2 separate regions of the Mus musculus genome follow, and region 1 is linked to region 2. The links are chromatin contacts, called in public promoter capture Hi-C maps. All regions are on one chromosome and are shown on one strand. The core of a region is the stretch at or near the end of the contact, and the rest is flanking DNA. Distances in the headings are between cores, read along the strand shown.

Region 1 (4,936 bases), core at 2,336-4,835, 520 kb after region 2:
AAATCTTTTTAAAAAAGAATAACTTTCAAAATGTTGCGCATCTATGTTCCACTTATTCACCGGAATGAGTTTGTTAGCCTAGTAACAACCTTCATTGAGTCTATATTGGGTTAGTCTCTAGGAGTGTCTTCTTCATAGACCCTGAGTTTACACTGTGGCAAAGAACTAATCCCCTGCCAGTGTGCTGTTACTAGAAGAAAACCAACTATTGAATAACTAGAAAAGAATAGGGATACATTAAAATCCAGGCTTAAAATACAAGTTTCAATTTGACTATGATTTATAGATACTATTGCTTCTCTTCTCTGTCTTTTCAAAACTCTGAAGTTATAATGTTAACATTAGATTATAAATAAGGAGACAAAATGGATTACAGCCTGTGGTGTTTCTCTTGATGCTCAGAAGAGGCCTTCCATTTTCTGTGTAGATATCAGTTAGTAAATTATTGCCTATTGCTCTTCTCAATCTTAGCATCTCATTCACATTGGAGTGTCTGGTAAAATGTGAGTGCTTACAAGAACTTTAGAGAGCTAAAACAATTTAAATGCTTTAGGAAATGTTCTGAAGAGCAGTAACTAGCTAATTTTAATTGGTTTTGGTCTACATAAAAGCTAAAAGTACTTTAGTGTGGGACAGGAGAGATAGCTCAGCCCAGCACCCATAGGGTGGCTCACAACTTTCTATTATTTCAGTCTTATGGCATCTTCTCATCTCGCCCCCATGGGCACTGCCTACATGTGGTACATACACATGCAGGCATACATATACCCCTATGGCATACATTCTAAACATCAAAGTATCACAAATGTTAGGTGATGCAATGAACATATTTCATGTGTTACCATAGATTATGATACTTATGAGAGGAGCATGCAACTAAAGGTGCTGAAACAGGAGGAGGTTAAAGTAACCTGGCCAGGCACTTAAAGCTTCTGAACTGAATGCCACCAGCTTACTCTCCATCACAGTTTGCAGGGTCCCCAAACTAGACTTTGAATCCCAGACTGGTGATAGTATATGGCTAATGATAAGATACAAAAGAAAAATATCCAGATAACTCCAAGCATAGAAGCTATTTCCTTGATTTTATATAAAGTATAGCTTTTGCTCAAGGAATTAGTTGAAATGACTTACCAAGAACAAAAGTTTTGCTGTAAGTTTTACAAATACAGAGTATGCCAGATCTTGTTTATGTTTGGCACTTCTGTTTTAAGCAAATGTAGGACACCTCTTGGGGAAGGGCTATCCATGCTCTGATGAATGCCTTTTGCCCTGTTTATTGTATAATATTTTTCCACATGCTGCTTACAAAATTGCTTTTTTTCCCTTCTACAGAATTCACAGACCAAATTTAAATGTTTCAATCTTTATAAAATCATGTTTTATTGTGTAGTATCATTTAAATGCTTTTTTTATTCTCATGTTTTGAAGTTTTAAAAAATATGGAGTTTATTTTACATCAGTATTCCCTAACAGTGAATGCTTCTGAAAATCCTGAATTTGACCCATTATTTATTTGTGTATGGTTGAAAAGCTGTGTGTATCACTTTTTAAAAAGATAATTTAGAAAAGTTATAAATTTTATACACAAGGAAAATTAGAATACCAAGTTAGGCAAATGAAAATTTTCTGTTCATTTATATTAATTTATCTTCCAAATTCTTTGGATCTAGAGCTATGAGCTCAGCAGATACGAGAGTATACTGCTCTTGCAAAGGAACCAAATGTAGTCTCACACCATGTGGCAGCTTATAACCATCTGTATGAAATTCAAGCTCCAGAAAGTTCAGCATCCTCTTCTGGACTTAGTGTCCACAGGTACCTGTACTTAAACATTCACCTGCGCTCACACATCCACATGTACATGTTTGTGTGCGCTCACACATACACTCACACACAAGCACTTTAAAGCAAAATAAGAGATATACTTTCTCTGTGTGTTCATTTCCTGGAAAGGAATAAAAGTCCCAATTGTACCTTAGTGCTGAAGTTCCAGTTTTACTCACATATTACCAAAGTAAATGCCATAATACTAGATGTGTATCTTGGCTTTATTCCATCGCTTGTATAGCATGTCATGATGTTATTGTAACCTTAGTTTTCATTCCTTAAATTTTATTTCAAATTTTATACATAGTATTTGTAATACAGCATTTGATGTTATTAAGGGGTTTTTGTTGTTGCTGTCGTCGTCGTCATCGTCGTTGCTTAAGTTTTTTAAATATCCCTTTAAGCCTAGCTCTTCATCTGATACAGTTTGTCTGTTAAGAAAGTGTGCTGTTGGCCTGTTGCACAGAGTTTCACCTCAAGTGAACTGACATGTGTGACGTCTTTAAACGCTCCTGGCATAACAGGCTCTAAAGGTGTTCTTTCTCCTTCACTTTTTGTGGTATTGGTGTGCTTTTCTTCTTGCTTTACTCCATTTATTGTTACCTTTCAAACTTAGAAGAAGAGCCAGGACTGTCATTCTTGTCTTCCCAGGCTCAGGTGCAGTATTAGGAAAAGAGAAACCATGGGGGTCTGGGGGAGTTTCCTGTTCATTGGAAGTCTGGATTTTTCCCCTAATGTAAATGCTAATGAAACATTTTGTTTTCCATGTTCAGATCCTTTACAAGCGAAGAAAGTAAGAAAGGTGCCTCCTGGCCTACCTTCTTCTGTAAGTATTCTCTTCTTTTGTTTTAATTTGATGTTCAATAAATTGATGTCAAGTATTGAGTATTTACTTGTTACAAGAATGGATTCAATTGGTGCCAGTGGGCATACTTTACATAGTAACTGTTCATTGCTTTAACAAAATCATTGATTGAGATAAATCCACACTTAAGGTTCAGCTTTTTGTTTTCTGTGCAGTGATTTGTAGCTTACTCATATGCTGTCACTCCCTGTCTCTGTCATTTGAATTCCCCTCTTGGGAAGAAGACTAGGCCTGTAGCTGTCAAAGAAGATCTCCTCTGCAGGTCTTTTGATGTTTAATTAGTCATTATGTTGCTGAACAGGAGGACAGACAGAGATTAATAGCTGAGAATCTTAGAAATTTACATTTGTAATAATCCCAATGGAGCTAAAGACATTAAGATTCGGAGGACATGTTCGGCTCAGCTTGCCTCAGTAGGACTGAGGTTATTAATATGCATAAATCACCAAGTCAGACGTTCATTCTGAAGCCCTTGTGGATTTTAAAGCCTTCATTAAGCCTTTCCCAACTTCAGGCTAACATCAGGAAAGCTTTCACGCAACTAGTTTGTTGATTCCCTACTTTCTCAAAAATGTATCCTTTGAGAATAAAGAGCTTTGATGCAGGAGGCTGGGAGAGGTTGGTAAAACAATCATTAATGGCTATAGTAACCTAATACTGTAGGAGTGTTTGTGCTCTTAATATCCTTGCTCTTTGAAGCAGTAGAAGTATTTGTAGATAAACTTACATTATTAATCCACCCATACTTTAAAAACCTCTGGTGAGAAGGGAAAGGGTTTTCTTTCTTCTCTCTGTGTAGAACAAATGCTCAGCGAGACTGTTAGATTGAGGCCCTGTGCCTTGAAGGCTACATTCTTTGTTGTGTAAATGGATGCTAGGCTTTTATTGGGCAATACTTAACACATGGGCGCAGGTGCTGCCAGATGAGTCACAGCTCATCAGAGTTTGGACTGAATGGAATGCCCTGCTTGACAAGTAGCAATCTAGAAGGGGCAGCATGGGCCTGAGCTTTTTATTTTTTTTTAAAGGGTAAAGGACAGAAATCATCTTTTGGTTGTTTGCATTCCATCTCTGTTATGTCCTGCCCCCTTTTTCTGAAAAGTCGAATTGAAATCTTTGAAACTCAATTCCAGATGGATCTGAGTTTTATAAAGCATAGGGCAGCTGTACTCTGAACCTGCAGCCTACCTGGAAGGTTGAATTGCAGCTGCAAGCATCCTAAACGCTTTTGCTTGCTTAAGCACATGGTCCCACTAGAGGCTGAATAGCTGCTTGATAAACAAAATGAACAATGCCTCAAATCATTATTCCTGAAGACAGGAATTTCAGCAGCAGCTAAAAATAGTTGTACGATTTACATTTTAAAAGTTATGTGCTGTACAAAGATAGGTAGACAGTATAACCTAACAGAAATCATACTCATGTAGACAGTACTGCAAAAACATGGAGCAGTGTGATTTCTTATAATACTATAATTCTGTGAAAATAGTAAGTTAGATTACATATTAATATTAGCAGAACCATACAGCTTTAAAAACAAACTAATAAGTAAAAAGATTCCCACATTTATTCTTGGTCTGGCATTAGTTTTAAGAAATAAGGTTAATTGTCAGTATTTCATAGTTACTTCATTTTTTAAAACAACTGAGCTAAATGGATAGAGGAGCCTGAAAAGACACTTTGCAGAGAAAGCCCTTTGTCCTTACATTTTTAAATATAACATCACTTATTACTTTAAGATAGTTTCTCTGTATTGTTTTGTGTTCAGGAAAGGAAAAACTACTGAATTTTGATGAACCTTTAGAATGATTAGGAAATTTTTAAGACAAGCTTTCTTAAGTATTATATTTCTCCAGCTTCTTTGGTATACACCTTTAATTACAGTCAGAGAGAGTTATATATATGAGTTGGGGGCCAGCCTGGTCTTCATAGGGAATTCCAGGCCAAATAAGGCTGTGTAGTGAAACCCTCTCTCAGACGCACACGCACACGCATATATGTCTGTGTATACCAGTGAGCATGGTAGTGTATATGCTTATAATCTCAACACTTGGGAGACTAAAACAGGATTGCTGTATATTCTATGCCAGCCTGGGCTGTCTTGCAAGACCCTGTCTAAATAAAACAATAAATAAAGAAAATTATATTTTTCTATTTGACTGCTTATAATGAATATACAGTTTTGCAAATCTTTGATGTTGAGAATCATAAAAGAAGTGAGAGCAAAAAAAGACCATGAAT
Region 2 (5,438 bases), core at 2,161-4,660:
AGGCCTGCTGAAACAAGCCCTGTGTGATGAGCAAGCCAGCAAGCCCCAGGAGCTGCAGGGAAGCCCACAAGCTGAAAAGCCAACCACATCACTCTATTCCGAGTCTTACATCTGAGACCCAGTAGATGAAATGCTGTACTTCCTGTCCAAACTAACAAGAGTGAGCTTAGGACACAGGAAGAGACAGTGTTACAATCAGAGTCCAAGGCAAAAAACAAAAAATCAAAAGCCCTGAAGCAGATATCTCCTCTTGAAGGGGTCTGGTCGGAAGAATTGGCTGTTTTGGTAACTCTCAGCCTCTTTGTTCTACCAAGCTTTCAACTGGCAGAATGAGGTCCTCCCTCATGCGGAGGGTAAACTGCTCACTCAGCCTGACTTGGTGTCACTCTTATCTGAAAACACCCAGAAAAGGTTAGCTCAGGGCCCGATCAAGCCAACAGAAGGCAAGAAAGTTATCAAAGATCAGAGGCTGTTTTGTCAAAAGAGCACAGAAGCAGCACAGGAGGACCCACTGGCCAAGGACAGAATGATTGGAGGATCAAAGAAATACCAGGCCCCTGATAAGATGGCTGGGGGAGGGGGGAGGTTTCGAGGCGGGGAAGGGAGGGGAGGGTGGAGGCAAGTGTGCCCAAGACTTGGACTCAATCCCCAGGACCAGCATGATAGGAGGAGGAAATGGGACCCCTGCTAATGGTCCTCTTCCCCACTACACAAGGGTGGGGGGGGGGAAGAGAGGGGGGAGGAGGAATTACTTTCTTAACTTGTCCTCAAGACAGTAAATAACAGAGGCTAGGGCTGTAGCTTAGTGGTAGAGTGCTTGCCTTTGCGTGCATGACGTCCTAGGTTCAATCCCCAGTACTGTCAGGGAAAAAACTGCAATTATACATGAATTCTTGAGTTCTGATCTCATAAAGATATTTCATGATCTGTTTTAAAAAATACTTATTTTAATGTGTATTGGTGTTATTCCTGCATTTGTGTATATGCACCATGTGTGTGCCTAGTGCCCACAGAGACCAGAAGAGGGTGTGGTAACCCCTGGAAAGAGAGTTACAGACAGCCCCGTGGGTGCTGAGAACTGTACCTGGGTCCTCTGCAAAAGTAACAAGTGCTATTAACTGATGAGCCATTGCTCCCGCCCCATAAAGATATTTAAAAAAAAAAAAAGACATATTTTTAAAGAGAAAATAAAAAATCAAAGAGGACAAAACTTTAAAATAATCCCAACATATGCAGAAACAAGTTCATTAAAAAAGTCACTATTTCCTCCCCAGTATAAGATGAACTGCAATCTAATCAAGTCTTCCTGGCTAACTGCCTTTTGAGACTATGGGAAAGATAAAGGCACACACCAAAGAAACCAGACAGATATAAAACCACACGCATCTAGAAGATAACAGGCCTGATATCTTCATTAGGTTAAACACAGGAAGTTAATAAAGGATGCATCGATGAAGTTCATATTAACAAAACATTGGCCATAAAAACTATATACGCTGTATGAACCTTGCCTGGTCCTGATTAAAAGAAGCCAACGCTAAGGACAGATTTCAGCATAGTACAGAATTTTGCTTAGAGGCATCTATCATGAGAAGATGACATCAGAACAACACTCGAAAGAAAACATCCCCACTTCATCAGATAGACCAATGGTTGCTAGGCAGAGTTAGGGTATATGGGAGTTTCCTTAAAGACATAATAAGAATAAAAAGATGGGAGGCCAGGGTTTTCCTGTTCAGAATTAAAGGGTCAGGTCTATGCTACTGGAACTTAGGACAGAAGGAAGCCGACACACTTTTAAGCCTTTCTTTTGCTATTTCCAGATCCACCCTCAAAATCCTGGACATAACCGCACGCTAGTGCTCAAAACACAACAAAACAGGGGACGTTCTTTTCACACTTAGGAGAAAATTCACTTGTCTCACTTCCTGTCTGTTTCCTCTTCTACTGCAATCTCCTAAAAAATATTTAGAAATACTCATGATAGATTTAGCCAGCAGAGCAGGATGTAAACACACGCATTCAATAACTGAATTCTTCAAAAATTAAAAATATGAGTAAGTGTACATCTCACACATATGTCCATCTCCTACCACTTTAATAGTGTCTATGTTTAACGTCATGAATTTTTAGAAAGGAAGGAATTTCTTAAATTTCTTATTAGAAATGTAGAGAAGGCAACACGGTTGCACTCACATAAACAAAACTGTGATGTTAACAATTACGGATTTCATGCTTATGTTTAAAAACAAAAATGGATATTCTTGCCAAATGCTATTCTAAAGTCTTTCGATTTGCTCGTTGTTAAAAGCATGCAAACTGACCAACTGACACCACGTTCTTCAGCTAAAATAACCAGGACTCCAAAGGATTCAGTCAGTTCCCAGCTCTCTGTATTTCCTCAACTCCAGGCAGGGCTGACAGCCATCTTTCACCTTTTCCAAGGAAAGAAAACTAACAAGGACATTGCAACTTACTTTTTGGATGGCTTCTTCCATGTCGAGCTCAAACTGCTCATTCTGCAGCACTCTGAGGAACCTCTGGCGTTCCACCTTCTCGTCGTTTTCATTTTGCACCACTTGGTTCTTGGCTTGCCTCTCTAACTTATTCATGACTTGTATGTTCAATGATTTGCGGAATTTTTCATCTACTAACTTCTGATGCTTTTCACTAAAGCTCAAAGCTCTCTTTTTGGTCGCCTACAAGTGCGAGGGGGAAAGGGAAATACACAGAATTCAATATTCTTCTTTCAAAAAGATACTGCTGAAAATCCCTATAATAAACACTATAAAATAGGTAACAGTATAAAAGGTCTTTGGCTTTAATTCAGGATATACTAATTAATATTTAAATATGATAATGTAAACTTAACGGCGTACTGATTGAGTACTACTAATAGTCCCTGTTTTGTAGTGGAAGCAGGAAAAGTTAAATTAAAATTCAACAGCGTCAGTGAGTGCGATGCGGATGCTCTCCAGCTGCAGCTTTACCACCAGAGAGTTGCCTTTCCCCCCACCCACAACAGAGCAGATTTAAAGATGTATCTATTTCGATGAGAGGGGGAAAGGTGCAGAAATGCCTGGAGTGTTCCTGGAAAAAAAAAAAAAAAAAAACCCAGAACCTTCTAGTAAGCAAATCGAAGTTTCTCACTGACCTCTCGGATTACGCACTTCAAATTGTATTTCAGAGAGCTCAAGACTACAAATAAACAGTTTGAAAGTCCCTGACCGACCCTTCCCCCGGCCTCCGAGCTGCTTACCATCTCGGTTGGCTTTAAACCTCCTCCTCCGGCAGGATGGGTCTCTGCCTCAGTTGCAAACGCGTCTTCCGGAGCAGCAGCCACGGCAGCGGATACCTGTGCACGCTGGGTTAAGTTTAAGCTGTGTCCCGGCAACCGCCAAAAATGCACCGCCCGCCCAAGAGGGACGCGGCCTCCCATTGGCTGGCACAATATCCAATCAGCACGGAGAGTCTTCGTTGCCAGGCAGGAGCGCTCCTTCCATAGGACCAAGCCAAAAGCGCGAAGTTCGGACGCTTTGCCCTAGCGGGAGCCGTTTACATCCGAAGGGAGCTAATCTCTGCGGTCTGGAGCCCAGCTAAAGCCCCAAGGAACCCCAATAAGCTCGGACTTGTCACTGCAGTGGACTGAGGGATGGTGCCCCTCTACCATCCTCAGTCGGTAGCAAGTTGCCTAACGTGGGTGCTGGGCCCTCCAAAAGAGCAGCAGGGCCCCCTACCGAGCCATTGCTCCATCCCTGATACACTCATTTTAGAGATGAAATATTTTGAGAACTTAGAGACACGGACGAGACCTATTTACTTACCTGGAACAGAAGCCACTGGATCGCTAGCGGAGTGTGAGACTGGAGAGCACGTGAAAACGGAACGGAACAGGTGTGGATGCATACTTGCAATCCCAGTGCTCTCTAAGGCCAGGACCACGTGCCGAGGGATGGCACCACCCACTGTGGTCTAGACCCCCCCCCCCATATTCATTAGTAACAATAATGATAATAGTCACCGCACGCCTTTAATCCCAGCACTTGGCAGGCAGATTTCTGAGATCGAGGCCAGCCTGGTCTACAGAGCCAGGACAGCCAGGTCTATACAGAGAAACTCTGTCTCAAAAAAAACAAAAAACCAAAAATAAATCATATATGAAACTGACTGTGGGGCAAAGCATATAATGCAAAGCATTCTTGGACTTAGGATGCAGCTAACAATCCCTTGGAACTCTACTAAGAATGTGGTTTGTGTAACTTTAAATTTTAGCTAATACATTAAAACCAAAAATTGTGTCTTGTGGAATATCATGGAACATCCTGGTGCATTGTATAATATTTAAATCAGTAAACATCAAAATATTTCTTTAGGGTTAAACAATCTTTTCCTCTGTGTGGTTTTTTTTTGTAATGTACAGCATATTACCATCCTACACCCCCACCTGGCTGTGCACCCCTGTACTTCTGACTATATTTTGCTAACTGCAGTCTAGCCCTTCGCCATTTCCCCCTGCCCTAGCCCCTGTCATCACCAATCTGCTTACAGTTTCTGTGAAATCAACATTGTTAAAGACTCTACGTGTTTTCACAATCATACTTTATCTTTTTTTCTTAAGAACTTTTTGAGATTTAACTTTACGTAAATAAAGTGTCTATGCGCCATTATGTGCCTGATGCCCACAAAGACCAGAAGATGTTATCAGCTCCCCTAGAACTGGAGTTAGAAATTCCTGGAGGTAGGTTACTGGAGCTGTCATGTGGGTGCTGGTTCCCAAACTCCGGGTAATCTGCAGGAATAGGCGGCGCTCCAAACCGTTGAGCCATCTCCCCAGCCCCACTCTGGCAGAGCAATATCTGTAGCACCATTATTATTTCAGCTGATCTCTCCAGTTCCATCCACACTGTCAGAAATGGTAAGACTTTGTTTTTCCCTGTGGTTGAATCTTATTCTTCTGTCCATTTATTCACTGATGGACACAGGATATAACCAGGACTTGACTACTGTAAATGGAGCTGCAACTAACGTGTGCATTCAGAGGCCTTCCGCATGCGGATTCCATATCCTGTGGATATATAGATTACGGTGGGGGGGGAGGAGGCAGTAGTTCTATTTTAACTCTGGGGGACCTTAGTCTAGTATTCTATAATGGCCACACTTATTCACATTCCACCAACAGCATACATGTGTTCCCTTTTCTCAGTACTCCCAACAATGTTTTTTATTTTTAATATTTTTGAAAACTATTCTTGCTGGGGTGAAGTGATATCTACTCATTGCAGGTTTGGCTTTTGTGTCCTGGATCATTATTCATTAGTGATGTTGAAAGGGATACATTTTAACGGTGGCCTCTTTTATTGTTTGTTTTTCATTTTATTCATATTATCTTTTATTATTTATTGTTGTTAGAAGTGACTGCTTAGGCCCATTGCCATTTT

What was found. Promoter capture Hi-C pulls out the DNA fragments that hold promoters and counts their contacts.
Region 1: a contact with region 2 is called in a promoter capture Hi-C map of stem cell-derived epiblast-like cells, with 2.4 times the contacts expected there. The contact joins the enhancer-like site here to the promoter of Mns1 in region 2. A contact is called at or near these places in 10 of 39 promoter capture datasets (the 3T3-L1 cell line, the C10 cell line, cranial neural crest and 7 more), 3 of 115 datasets of contacts at active chromatin or transcription factors (double positive thymocytes, large pre-B cells and memory CD8 T cells) and 1 of 9 other capture datasets (embryonic stem cells).

The regions. Positions count from the first base shown.
Region 1 is chr9:71,914,725-71,919,660 of GRCm38.p6, reverse strand. Tcf12 (transcription factor 12) reads left to right here. Exons shown (of 21, transcript NM_011544.3): 8 at 2,604-2,656. Among named protein-coding and RNA genes, the nearest start is that of Cgnl1, 150 kb to the right of the region's middle. Within about 2 kb of position 3,585, at least 53 of the 459 cell types and tissues checked have an H3K27ac peak or open chromatin away from gene starts, as enhancers often do. A contact at or near this core is called in stem cell-derived epiblast-like cells, where this site is marked.
Region 2 is chr9:72,436,501-72,441,938 of GRCm38.p6, reverse strand. Mns1 (meiosis-specific nuclear structural protein 1) reads right to left here and starts at 3,410. Exons shown (of 10, transcript NM_008613.3): 1 at 3,260-3,410; 2 at 2,478-2,699. The coding sequence starts at 3,262.